Linked DNA regions of Zea mays: regions 1 and 2 are each linked to region 3. A link is a contact called in public Hi-C data. All regions are on one chromosome and are shown on one strand. The core of a region is the stretch at or near the end of the contact, and the rest is flanking DNA. Distances in the headings are between cores, read along the strand shown.

The links. Hi-C and Micro-C count contacts between places; a contact is called where the count stands out from the background.
Region 1: a contact with region 3 is called in a Hi-C map of ear, with 2.5 times the contacts expected there. The contact joins the promoter of LOC103643997 here to the promoter of LOC100381565 in region 3. A contact is called at or near these places in 4 of 25 Hi-C or Micro-C datasets (ear, leaf and tassel).
Region 2: a Hi-C map of endosperm shows a contact between it and region 3, with 2.7 times the contacts expected there. The contact joins the promoter of LOC100282904 here to the promoter of LOC100381565 in region 3. A contact is called at or near these places in 7 of 25 Hi-C or Micro-C datasets (bundle sheath, ear, endosperm and 1 more).

Annotation. Positions count from the first base shown.
Region 1 is chr1:282,283,767-282,288,165 of Zm-B73-REFERENCE-NAM-5.0, forward strand. It overlaps LOC103643997 (protein LIFEGUARD 2), which reads left to right and starts at 1,762. Exons shown (of 2, transcript XM_008667181.4): 1 at 1,762-2,275; 2 at 2,384-3,136. The coding sequence starts at 2,002. The coding sequence ends at 2,862.
Region 2 is chr1:282,344,900-282,349,503 of Zm-B73-REFERENCE-NAM-5.0, forward strand. It overlaps LOC100282904, which reads left to right and starts at 2,045. Exons shown (of 4, transcript NM_001371887.1): 1 at 2,045-2,374; 2 at 2,608-2,789; 3 at 2,873-3,068; 4 at 3,623-4,604. The coding sequence starts at 2,246. LOC100273495 (ATP-dependent RNA helicase SUV3, mitochondrial) reads right to left here and starts at 1,902. Exons shown (of 17, transcript XM_008667183.4): 1 at 1,586-1,902; 2 at 742-859; 3 at 163-284; 4 at 1-89. The coding sequence starts at 1,652.
Region 3 is chr1:281,903,146-281,907,845 of Zm-B73-REFERENCE-NAM-5.0, forward strand. It overlaps LOC100381565, which reads right to left and starts at 2,202. Exons shown (of 19, transcript NM_001361447.1): 1 at 1,704-2,202; 2 at 320-389; 3 at 133-218. The coding sequence starts at 1,924.

The DNA of each region.
Region 1 (4,399 bases), core at 512-3,011, 380 kb after region 3:
AATTTTATCGTTGCACACCACTGCGAGCAGATGTACTATATATCATACCCAAGCCCAAAGTTAGAAGCATGGTGGGTAGTTCACAAGGTAAACCCTAGGAAACTTTTACATACTACTTGCATTGCTGGTTATTGATTTGAAGACGACTAGGTCGATGCGTTTTGCCAAAAAGAAGAATTGCTAACTTCTTTTGTTGACGATGAGGGTGTTGCACCCAACTCACTAGTCGGAGAACGAGACGATATCTATACTTTCTACTATATTTTAATACATTCCCTTAAAAGATTTCACCATTACATTCAATATATCTCCTAAAATCCCCCCCCCCCCACCTATCTCTCCTATATGAACTACCACATATATTTAATTGTTTTTTTTCCAACAGTTGGGGTGTGCCTGCTACATCACCTGGCATTGGCATTTTATCAAACACCACGCCTGCACACCGCGGCTAGCAAGCCGGTGCTCGCCTTCGATGTGTACTGCTCATCTTCTCCAGTGCGCGTGCCGTGCAGACGCTCGCTGGGCGTAGAGAGCAGCTCACCGCACTCGCTGCGGAGGCCGACCGCCGAGCTCAGCTAGCTCCTTATATGCGGTTGATACAGTGCTCTCCCTCCCTATATGCGGTTTGAGGACGTTTCTACGCATCTGTTAGAGAGAGAGAGCCCAGTGCCGAGTTGGTGTCGGTGCTGCATGTCCCTTCCTGACGTTTGCTGGAGCCCGGAAGTCATGTATGAAAAAATTAAAATTGGCATGTGAAGCCAGTAAAAGGTGAAAACTCCTTAACATGAAACTATACAACCATTTACGACTATCTCTATAATGTATTCATTTTTATATCTATATCTAAACTCTATTATAAAAAACAGTATTTTAGGTGATTATACGGATAAACTGAAGCACGGTATAAGAGCCACGGGCACATTGACGATGATAACGGTTCCCAGATATTACCGTATCTACTGTTGCTTATGTTTTGCTTTGCCAAGATAGATCCCGATACCGTACCCGCACGGGTAATTTTACCTGTTGGATAAACCATACCCATTAGAAAAGTCTTAAATTCCAATATATCAATCACTCAAAATATTAAATAAACATAAAAAATAAGTTTAACTTTACATATAACAAATGATATGATTACATAACTTGTTAGCTAGATAAATAATAGCTAGAGAAATGTTTTATTTTAGCTAAGATGAATTCTATTAGATGGTTATAATGGTATTGATACGAGTATATTGTACATATAGGTAGACGGGTATGTGTAGTACCAACCCATATCCGTCTATCAATGGGTAGATGTTCTTATTTATTAAAATATCCACGAGTAAAAAAACATTCCGTGTCCGCTTTTATATCGAATAAAACCAACCGAGTAGTCAGATTTTAGATACCCATTATTATTCCCAAGAGAGACCCCGATAAATTAGGCTGGACAAACTAGAAAGCACGGGCGAGCCACAGAAGAAAACGCATGCCAGTTGCCTGTTGGCTGTTGGCCTGTTGCGGGCTTGCGGAGATACCCCGGCCTGCTAAGCAAAAATAAAAGCAATGGGGGTATCACTTCCGAGTTCCGGCCCCGTTCTCTACTCTCCTCCCTTCAAGAAATCAGACAGAGTCCACCAGACAGACAGACAGACACGCGATTAGAATGCCGTCCGCGCACCAGTGCCCCACGTGTCAGCCTCCGGTCCCCGCCACGTCGGACCACCCGCACCGCCGAAGGGACGGAATCCTCGCGAACCTTCACTCCCTCTCTCGCGCCATCCTGCGCTCTCCGGCATTGGGTTGGCCCCTCTATTCCGCGCCTCCTTTAAACACCTCCCCGCCTGGCAAGCCGTTCAGCGCAACAACCACCAGCGCACAAGCACAACGACAGCGACCAAGAACAAGAAGCCGTGACCGTGAGAGGTCCGAGTGCCAGCCGCGTTTCCTATACACGGGCAGAGGGCGGTGACCGAGGAACAGAGGAGGCGGAGGAAGAGGAGAATTAGAAGGATGTACTTCCGTCCGCCGCCGAAGGGCCCGGAGTGGTACGCCGGCGATGCGGAGACGGGGCAGGCAGCGCGGCCGCTGTACCCGATGATGCTGGAGGACCCGCGCCTGCGCTGGGCCTTCATCCGGAAGGTCTACAGCATCCTCTCCATCCAGATGCTGCTCACCGTCGCCGTCGCCGCCGTCGTCGTGTACGTCCGCCCCGTCGCGCTCTTCTTCGTCTCCACGGCCGCGGGCTTCGGGCTCTACATCTTCCTCATCATCCTCCCGTTCATAGGTACGCACGACTCTGGCTCGATTCGCTTCGGTTTCGGCTTTGCTCTGATTGATGGAAACGAACGAAGCTGACTCGTTGCTCCCGTGCGTTCGCACGTACGTCCTGCAGTGCTGTGCCCCCTGTACTACTACTACCAGCGCCACCCGGTGAACCTGCTGCTGCTCGGCCTCTTCACGGTCGCCATCAGCTTCGCCGTCGGCCTCACCTGCGCCTTCACCAAAGGCGAGGTGATCCTCGAGTCGGCGGTCCTCACGGCGGTGGTGGTGCTGAGCCTCACGGCGTACACCTTCTGGGCGGCGAAGCGCGGCCACGACTTCAACTTCCTGGGCCCGTTCCTGTTCGCCGCCGTCATGATCCTCATGTTGTTCGCGCTCATCCAGCTCTTCTTCCCGCTCGGCCGCATCTCGCTCATGATCTACGGGGGGCTGGCGGCGCTCGTCTTCTGCGGCTACATCATCTACGACACCGACAACCTCATCAAGCGCTACTCCTACGACGAGTACGTCTGGGCCGCCGTCGCGCTCTACCTCGACGTCATCAACCTCTTCCTCTCCCTCGTCACGCTCTTCCGGGCGGCGGATTCGTGAGCACGGCTACGAGGTACCTGACAGCTGCCTATGGCGCAGCCAGAGGGTGTTGGAATGTGCCTTGCCCTACCTCACTTGATATCTGCTGGAATATTACTCTGTAGAGCAGAGCTGGTTTGGTGACCAGGGAGGCAGCCAGGGTGATCCCTGATCACAATCAGCCCGTAAAGTGAAATAATTGTTTTGGCCATGACCGTCGCTTTGCTTGCCGAGATTGTTTAACGAAACTTGGTGGTTCTAACTGGTGTATATATTTTTTGTCATCTTAATTCTTCTTTTTGCTCTCCCCCCCCCCCCCCCCCCCCCCCCCACCCCCCCCCCCCCTCTAGCGTGAGGTTGAGGTACATAGCCCGAGTGGGAGTACTCGAAAAGAATGAAAACCTCGTCTCGAGTCGGAAAAAATAACCAAGCAAGTTCGAGCCTTTATATAAAACATTATATCATTAACCTTTTTATTTGTATGAAAATATATTTTGATTAATCTAGTGATATTATCAATAAATGATAGTAGTGTTTTTCATAATATTTGATCGGGCGCCCTGCTGCAATTAATATTCCATTTGAATATCCGAGTCATCCTCAGAGCCGGCCCATTAGAAGCCCAGGGCCCAGGCAGTCTTCCTTCTCTAACGTTTTCTTATGTTTTTCGTGACTTTCTGCACTTGTAAATGTGTCCGTAGCAACGAACTTTGTATACTGATCGCCTGGTCCCAAAGAAAGTGCTACTGTTTTCGGAACGATCGTACCCAAAAGAATGCACACTACTATACTATTAAACTAGTTCCAGTCTTGGTTAACAAGAGTTTTGTAGGTACGAGTTCCGTAGATACTAAAAAAGCTGATGTGGTATGCTAAAAACGTGAAAATTTTAAGATAAATTATTATTATTATTATTATTATTATTATTATTATTATATGCAACAACAACAATAATAATGAAGTTTTTAGTTATAGGCAACAGTTTTGTTTCACAAGAGTGTTCTATATGGATTAAAGAAACTAACGTGGTATGATGGTGAAAGTTGAAAGTTTTGTGATAAGATTATTATTTTTTACTTGCGGCAACAACGATAACATTAATTAGTTTCAAGCGATATAATAAAGTCTCTTAGTTGCAACTATATTAGAGTGGAGTAGGTTAGAGTTGAAATTTAATGTAATCCATAATTGTTGTTTCACTTATTGGTTAAGCTATTTTTCATTCGCTTATATCGACTACAAGTCTTGGATATACTTTATTCTTTTTAAGTTTTCTTTTTGCTATATCTTCTAAATTAGATTTGTGTAAGAGGTGAATATCATGGAGTACATCGCAAAAGCGACCACATATTGTTCGACCCGTGGGTCCGACTCCATAGGGCCAAGGGAAGGATGAGTCGTCCCTGGGTCCCTGTTTCGCCCAATCCTTGAGATCAGGACGCGAAATCCCCATCCCGTGGATTCGTTTCGCTCGATCCGAAGGTCGGTGACTGCACCCGACTCCACGAATATAGAAGTCACCTCAGGTAAGGGGACGTACATATCAGCTTCTGATATG
Region 2 (4,604 bases), core at 795-3,294, 440 kb after region 3:
TCCAGTAATCAGGTTACAAGGGACGTTAACTTTGTTTAACCTTTGGGCTACCTCTCTTGCTAACAATCTCAGAGGTCCACAGTACACACCTACAAAATTTGAAGAGAACTCAGCAACCATGATAACAGTACGTTCTTTAGTACAGGATGGTCAAAATAGTACCTGAAGAGCTTGCTTCTAGCCTCTTGAGAGCACTATAAGTTTTCCCACTATTTGTAGGGCCAACATGTAAAAACACATTACGCTTCTTTTCTCGAGCTTTCGGGTACCACATATGAGGATGCCTGTTGTCCAAAGTAGCACACAGCTTAATTGAAGTTTACATGGGAAAATAAATGAGAAGATAGTATGCTGCACGCTAGCATGCGAAAAAAAACCTTTAGGTTCACATTACCCTTTCAGCATAGACATTGGACCATTCCAATAAAAGAAAAGGCATGATCATTGCTAGGGAGAACTAAATGAACTACAATATAAGTGCATCCCGGTCCCGGTTATTTTGAACTGTACACATAATTCAAGCCAGTAATAATAACTAACTATGAATTGGACTTCATTTTTTTGTTATAGTGAATAATGCTGGGTCACAGCATCCCAGACTGGAAGGTTAGTTAGGGGTAAAGAAATGGATTGTGTTGAATGTATGGTACAAAATGCATGAAATTTATGCACCCAAATTTGAATATGCATGGAAAAGGCTTGAATTTTACACAGGTCAACAGGATACATATTGATTCTTACGTCAGATCAGTCAAATCAAACTTCCCAGAATTATGGTAGGTCCTCCAAAATCTCAAACTAGTAGAATTCACCTTTGAGTGTAGATCGGAATTGGAAAAAAGGCCACTAGTATATACAGCTGTACAGAGCATGGAGCTTTGTTAGACAGAAAAACAATTCAGATATGTAAGAACAATGTCTAATGAATAGAACCACCAGATGCTTTGACACTGGAACAAGGTGAAGTACTAAAGCAAATATTTAAGCACATCAGAATGTCATGCCAGCGTGGTTAAATAGCTGGGCGTGTAATTTTTACTTTCTTTCTCTCTTTTCCTTTATCCTTTTTCATAATGTCTGTAAATAAAATTTTTGCTCTTTAATCTATCCAGTAGAGGAGCCCTCACCCCCTCCTGTTACCATCAAAAAAAAATCAAGCACAATACAAAGAAGTACGAAACAATAGCATAACCATGATGCAACACTGTGCTGTCCATTCCATACATGTCATACATACACCATAATTAGGACCACAATTTCTTGTTCCTAGTATTATAAATTTCTCCAGAGCTATGGTATATTCATCAAAAGAGAAAAGAAAACAACAATCACAACCCAGCAGGAAAAGTATCGCCTTTTCCAACTGCTCATTTATGCAATCAGATATGAAACACAACATAGTTATGCTACTGATAACCTGCGAATAGAGACTATACCACCACTGTTCGGTAATGTCTGCAGTAGGCGCGCTTGGTTTTGGCATTCTACCGAACACATGGCACCCGACCCCAACCAAAAGAACAAACAAACCAACCAGCTATCATACGCAACGCCCAAGGATCCAACCGCTCAAGGCAGTACGAACCATTTCGGCATGAGACCGCGTGGGGCGACGAGAGCGCCCTCTGCCGCAACAGGACGGCAACCGCCATTATATCTGATCTTCCTTTTCCCCTATCTCTATGTCACTCACTTCCCTCCGCGACGCAGCACGGTTCAGACTCGACGACAGCGAGGCGCCCGGGCAAACGACAGGGTTCGGCCGTTCGGGGAGACGGAAACAGCCGAACAATGCGCCTGTGGGGTAGGTGTGGAGGACGCAGCGGCCGATACTTTCGCCGGAAAGCGAGGCAGCGGAGGAAGCGGAGAAGAAACTATGCGTGGCCCCCAAGCCCGGAATATTCCTTACGAACCATCGGACCCAAAGGGCCATGTTTTGGGCTTGGGCCAAAGGCCCATGTACGGGCCCACGCTATCTAGCACGAGTCCAAGTCCACTTGCAGGCCCGGACGCCGCCTCCGCTCTCGTCTTCCTCTTTCTTCTAGTTTCGTCTAGTCTTCAAGGAAGACCGGAACCGAGGCGCCCTGGCCGAGAACTGGAGCCACCGGACGCACGGCTGCTGCCGAAATCCACGGGAGAATGTTTGGAATCCTTCAACTCGGCAGCTAACGCAGTTTATTTCTTCTTTGCTGTTTGCCTGACACGAGGGGTCGCTTTGCTGTTGTTGCCGGGTGTGTGCAGGACGATGGTCGAGGCCGAGGCTGGTAGGGCGGCGATCCGGCGCGCCCTGCGGTCGCTGAAACGGAGGCATCTCGCCGAGGAAGGGGCGCACAGCCCGGCCATCGAGGCGCTAACCCGTCCCTTCGCCGCCCACGTGAGGCCAATCTCTTATTCTCCTCTCCCTACTTTTCCCAATCTTGCACTTTACTCCTCCCCTGTTTGATCGTACTTTGAAGTCTGCAAACGAATGTGTGTCACTGATCATATTACTTAGCCTACTGATTTCAACTGTTTGTATCGCCAGGATATCCCGAATTTTTTTCGAGAATTTTGGACGGTAATTTGGGTGTTTAGTGAAGGAGAGGTTGTTTTGTTAACTCCTTGTAGGCTTTGGAGTGGAAGGAGAAGGCTGAGAAGCATGAGTTAGAGCTGCAGCAATGCTACAAGGCGCAATCCCGGCTCTCTGAGCAGCTTGTGACTGAGATAGAAGAAGGTAAAGTATCAAAAGCACTGCTCAAAGAGAAGGAAGCGATGGTTACAAGTTTGCAGGCTGAACTTGAGAAGACAAGGTATTAAATGTGATTTATTTTTGCTAATCTTGGTCACAGTTGTGGACAACATGGTACTTAGCACTTGTGCAAAACTTCTTCAGCGAAGAGAATGTACAACTAAAGCAGTCGCTTGACGAAAAAATAAAAGCCTTAGATCTTCTCATTCAAGAGCATCAGACAGTGAAATCCGAGCTTGAACAAGCATTGACGAAACTAAAAGCTGCAGAGGATGAGAACCAAAATCTGGTTGATCGATGGATGCTAGAGAAGATGAAGGATGCCGAGAGGCTCAATGAGGTACCTTATTTTCCTTCTATTGCTAAAAATGCAGGTTTGCAATATGTGATATCTGAAATAAGGGACTTTCCAAGCATTATGCTTGTGGCTTGCCTACTGAGCCTGGTAGACAAATTAACTTTACCTATTGCCAATGTATATTCCTTTATCATAATTCATAATTGCAATTATACTCTAATAACCAATGGAGAATTTTAGATACATCAAAACATGGATGCTTATCATACCATAATGATACAAACAACAGTACGGGCTCTTTTGAAACAAAGGAAAATTTCCTGAATCCTGCGTTTTTCCTGTGTTTTTGAACTAATTCCTGTGAAATTCCTATATCATTCATATAAAATTCCTGCGTTCCAAAGGAGAATATTTCTCTTGGTAGAATTTTGTTAATTTAATTCTATAATTTGCGTTGATTGCCGAAGTGTATCCTTGTAAGTGACCTTCTTACACCAGCCTTGAAATATCTGCCCCATATTTAAGCTAAAAACTGTACCCATATAACACTTGCATGTATAAGTTAGTGCTTTAATGGTTGTAAAATAATTGTCTAGGCCAATGCGATGTATGAGGAGATGGTTCTAAAGCTAAAGACAGCTGGAGTTGGTGGTATACAACTTAATGCACAGCAAGAAACTGATGGCATCATACGGCGTTCTGAAGCTGGTTACATAGAAACGCCAATCCCATCAACATGCACAATAACTATCCGTGCTCATGATGGTGGGTGTGGAGCTTTGATGTTTGAGCATAACTCAGACAAGCTAATTAGTGGGGGTCAGGATCAAACTGTTAAGATATGGGGTGCATCTACTGGCGCTTTGACCGCCACCCTACATGGTTGCTTGGGGTCTGTTAATGATCTTGCCGTGACCAACGATAACAAGTTTGTGATCGCTGCCTGTAGCTCCAACAAGCTGTTTGTGTGGGAAGTCAGTGGGGGACGTCCTCGCCACACGCTGACTGGTCACACGAAAAATGTTTCTTCTGTTGATGCAAGCTGGGTGAAGAGCTTTGTTGTTGCTAGTTCATCCAGTGACCGTACTATCAAGGTTTGGGATCTACAGACAGGTTTCTGCAAGAGCACCATAATGTCCGCGAGCAACCCCAACTCGCTAGCTTTCATCGATGGTGACACCATCTGTTCGGGTCACAGGGATGGGAATCTTCGGCTGTGGGATATCCGCAGTGGGAAATGCACCACACAGATAGCTGCTCATCTGGATGTCACCTCGGTCTGCGTGTCACGGAGCAGGAATTTCGTTCTTACAAGTGGGAGAGATAACGTGCACAACCTTTTTGATGTTAGAACGCTGGAGATTTGTGGAACATTCAGGGCCATGGGCAACAGAGTGGTGAGCAGCTGGGGCAAACCTTCTATTAGCCCCGACGAAAACTGCATCGCTGCTGGTTCTTCTGATGGATCTGTTTACATATGGTCGAGGCTGAAGAATGGAACGCCGACCATCCTAGAGGGTCATTCTTCACCCGTCCTGGCAAGTGCATGGTGCGGACTAGGAGCTCTTGCTACCTCCG
Region 3 (4,700 bases), core at 952-3,451:
ATGATGGAAAAAAATAGAAGACCATTATTCAGTTTTACAAAATAGTGAGTAGACATGAACTCACTGAAATAAATGTAATGTAACAGCATAATAACTTATTGAAGTGGTGTGTGCAATTGTAAAGACTCATACTTTGTAACTAATTGAGCTACACTAGAATACTGCTTCACTAGCCTACAGAAGACATCTACAGCCAAATTTAAGGCCCTTTCTTTCTCCTGCAGAGAGAAAAACAGAACACAATGTCAAGGCAAGAATCAGCTCACGAGGTCTTATTGTTGATTTATGGTGAAAAAAATAAAAACAAGTGTCATGGTACCTTTTCAGAGCTGGAAGAGCGAAATTCTTCCCATAATCTCCTAAAGTCCGACTCCAATTCATTTCTCCCCCTGAGTACAAGAGAAATAATGTTAAGATTAAGGATGTAAGTCCCACATGTTTTTGGGTCATTGGGTCAATCCAAACTTGCTAAAATGAACTAGAATTGCATGCCAATTAATTAATTTAAGGGGAGACGTGAACTCAGCTAGCTGACCCACAAAACACCATCAGAGACCCACTTGCATCCTTGGTTAAGATGGAGAACATGAAGATTTTTTGCAGAAGCATATATTGTTCATTTAAAATAGCAGAACCAAATTCCTAAATGGACATAAATTCTTGATTTAATTGTTGAAATCTAGAATACAGGAACATAACCTATGCTGCATATACCCATGTGAGAATGTGATCCATACACGTACATGAGTTAGCTTGAAGAGATTAGCAGGAAAAAAAGTAAATAGAAACCTATAAGAGGAACATACTTTTGTTATCAGCTCCAAGTACTATACAGTGTCCAAGAAAAGATAGCTGATAACAAACTTAACTAACAATTATTACCATAGTATTTGTCCCTTTACCAAGTGATTATATAGTTCGTTCAGGCAAAGGATAGTATAATGGCAAGTGTATGAATAAGTCACTGCTCTAACACAGGAAATTTAACCGAAAAATCAATGAAGGAGTGTATCCCTAGCAGCATGGTAACTCGAGAAACAATGTAACACAGTCAACCGAACTTCACACAAACTTAGAATGGCATGTGCCCCAATCATCTTACAGCATCCCAGTTCAAACATAAATCGGCACATGAAGCAAACCAGAGTCATGAAGTTCACCCCAAACAAGACTGCTAAAAGTTCCACTTTCTCTGCTACGAGAAATGCAAAAACACATAAGCCCCGTTGTTCTACAAAAGCATGACAAACCAAAAGGACAAGGGCCGTAGCCTTCAGGCGTGGCATACAGATCATAAAATTGACTATGCAGCTACCGACTCGCGCAACCACCGTACTAGTCCGGCATCATTTCTCTCCAAGGCACAATCTTAGTCGAGCATCACTGCAGCACTATCGCCAAGCTCGAGCTAAAAAACATTCACTGATATCAATCCTATGAGTCAAAACGTTAATACAACACATAATCCCGCATCTACCAACTGAATCACCAAACAGACAAGGGCGGGAAGATGAAACGAAAAGGCAAGCATCTGCGATCGAACCCTCTCCCAATCTAAATCCGACAGCCATTGCTAAACCCGGAAAACGGGAGTAACGGGATCGCATCGGAGCTGGCATCACCAGACCAGACACAGGATTTGATTCAGACAACGCGAGACCAGTAGAGAGAAGAGAGGCGTTAGACTCGGCTGGGGGACCCACCTGGCAGAGGACGCAGCGGCAGAGGGCGAGCTCCCGGCCGCCGCGTCGAAGCCGCCCTCGTCCCCGCCGGTGGAGGCGGAGCTGAGCCTCGGGGTGGCGAGGTCCTGGACCGCCTGCTGGCCGTGGAACGGAGACTCCGGCGGCGGCGACGGCGGAGGTGGCGGCTGCTGCTGCTGGCCGCCGGCGAAGACGACCTTACTGAGTAATGTGGACCATTTCATGGTGCCGACCCCTCATCCGGCGCGCAGATCCCGGCCGGATCCCGCCGATTCGCCGGAATTCCGACGCGATTCCCCGGCCTCTCTTGTTTCTCCGAATGATATTTTATTCACGTTCCTCGCCCGCCTCCGGCCTCCTATTTTTGCTGTCGTCTCTTTGCTTGTGTTTTCTGCCTCGCTCGTTTTCTTTTTTGTTTCCTCTTTTTAACCCACGCACCTTCACCACTCTCTCTCTCTCTCTCTCTTCCACCTCGCCGCGACGCCGCCTCTCTCCTCTAGCTGCTCTGCTCCGTCTGTGCGGCCTTGTAGTGCGTCCTCTGCTCTCTCTATTCGGTTGTTGGCTTGAGGCTTGAGCCTTGCGCCCTGCGGCCTGGTTGCTTGCTACGTTTCCCTAGTATTTTCTTTTTCTCCTTTTACTTTTATTTTTGTTTGTAGGTAACAATACTATGACCTTGTCTTTGTTCGTGCGTGTTTACATTCTATCTTTATCGACTTTGGCATAGGATAGCTATTGGCTCCCGGCTCCAAAGCGTGATGAATATCTCCCTTTCGTCGGGATGCCTATTTGGTGTTTGGTGAGTGACAATAGAGGGAAATGTTCATGGTCAAGATAATTTATTTTCCTTTTGCTTTATTTTATATATATATATATATATATATATATATATATATATATATTAAAGACATGTTTGGTTCCCTGTCTACCTTGGCACATTTTGTCTAACTTTTTTGTTTAAGGTTAGTTATTCAATTAGAAAAAGTGTGGCACAGTTAGACACAAAACAAACAAGCCCTAAGTACTTATTCTCGATAAGTGTCATATTTAGTATATGTTGTTGAAATAGATAAATGACTGCAAAATTATAAAAAAGTATCTAGTTTGGAGACTCATTCAATCCTACCTTTTTGTCGGGTCTAATCATATCAGACTAAATGAACTCTAATTACAAAAAAAGAGGCAAGATCATATGGATCTTATATTCCATCATCATCTCGAACCCATCGAACATGATGAGTAGAAAAACGAGACATTTGTCGATCCTAGTCTTAGGCGCCTTTTCAACATTAGACCTAGATTGTTAGAAACCGCTCTTCGATCTTAAAGATAGTCAGAGATTTAGTTATCAGAAACAAAGTTTGAGTAAGAGTGGCGCTATAAGTCACATAAGGAAATGAATTGTCTGATGCTACCCTGAGACAGGAATCATGTTGTAAATTACTGTAGATCCACGAGGCATGAAGTAGAGTTACAGGATAATATCAGTGTTTAACATTGGCATAGAAAACTTATGGAACTAGGTAGCAAAGATGGAAAATGATTCACTAATAAGGCAGAAATATGGGAAATGGTTTTAAAAGTTGATAGAGATAATACGATGCATGGTATATATTATTGAGAGGAGACATAAGGGGGCAGTGTGATTAGGTAACTATAAGATCAATGATCTAGACATGTTTCTACAGAATAATAGGAAGGGTTTAATTGTGTAAAACCCTATAGAAGCATGTACACATAACAAGACATAAGGCATTGTCCAAATAAAATAATTACAAATAGACAATAACCCATGTCTCCTTGGGTCACATAAAAGTTCCATTATCAATATGATATACTTCTCATGTACGGTTCTCAAGTGGCCATTCTTAATATTATACTTCAAAAAATGTTATCTCAAAAACCCTAAACAGTCTTTTCCACATATATGGTTGATCTCAAGATTAATAAAACTAACATAGATGGTTGTTGTTAACAGTAATGTCTACCACAAATCCATATTTGACCTTGGCATCGATGTCCTTAATCATCAACTATTGAAACTATATTCACCACGAAGTCGCATCTACCCCCATGCAAGTCATGCAAACCACTCTCGTGCAGCCCGCTCCTGCCAACGCCTCGAAACAACCCTGTGACATGTACACTGTCTCGCTAGACTTCCCCACCCCACCCCATGTCGTCCCCTCTACCAAGTGGCCAAACCTCTGATGCCCAGAACCAGGCCCAGCACTCGCTCGTGCGTGCAATCCATCTCTGTGCCGGGAAAAATCATTGTCCCTCTCGCAAGTCGCAAAAGCAATTGCCTTGTTGCCCAAAACGCAAACAACTTCACTCGTGCTGCTTCAAAGGCCTTTGAACGCAAAGCTATAATCGACGCCCTGCACTCCTGCTCCCCAAAGGTCCAGAAGGTCGTTCGCGACAACGTTGTCCTCTCCCCGCACTGAGGTGCTTCTTCATGTCCACGTCATTCGCAAGCTAGCTCGTGCTGCTGGGTTGGGGTGCAACTCTGTCGACGTGGTCGGCGTGGTGTCGAGAGCGACGGAATGAAGCTTGGTCCTAGGATTGTGGCTAACAGTGAGGCCCTTGTTCACTATGTCCGTGATCACTCTAGACCCTTGTCTCCACCGCTAGGGTTGGGTCCCACTGTCGGGATACGGTCCCCAGTTCCTGGGGCCCATCAGTCAACGAGCACACTTGGGAAAAGGCGTCTAACAACTAGGGTCAGCTAGTCAGTCAAGGGAGATGGGTAGCGTCTACCTAGAAGAACCCACCCCCGACGAACCCTGCGACACTGAACTCGAGGTGGGGCATGGTGGAACCAAACAGGGGGTCGGGTGTGCCAAAGGGAAACCAATTGAGTGGATCTTGCACCTTGCTCGAGACCGACCCATCATAAATGACCGGTCGCATTAGTTGCGACTGGCGCCGAGCCACAACGAAGGCGCCGGTCTGCTCCCACTCATGACTTACGAATCCCTCGGGGTGCAGAGCACTCATGAC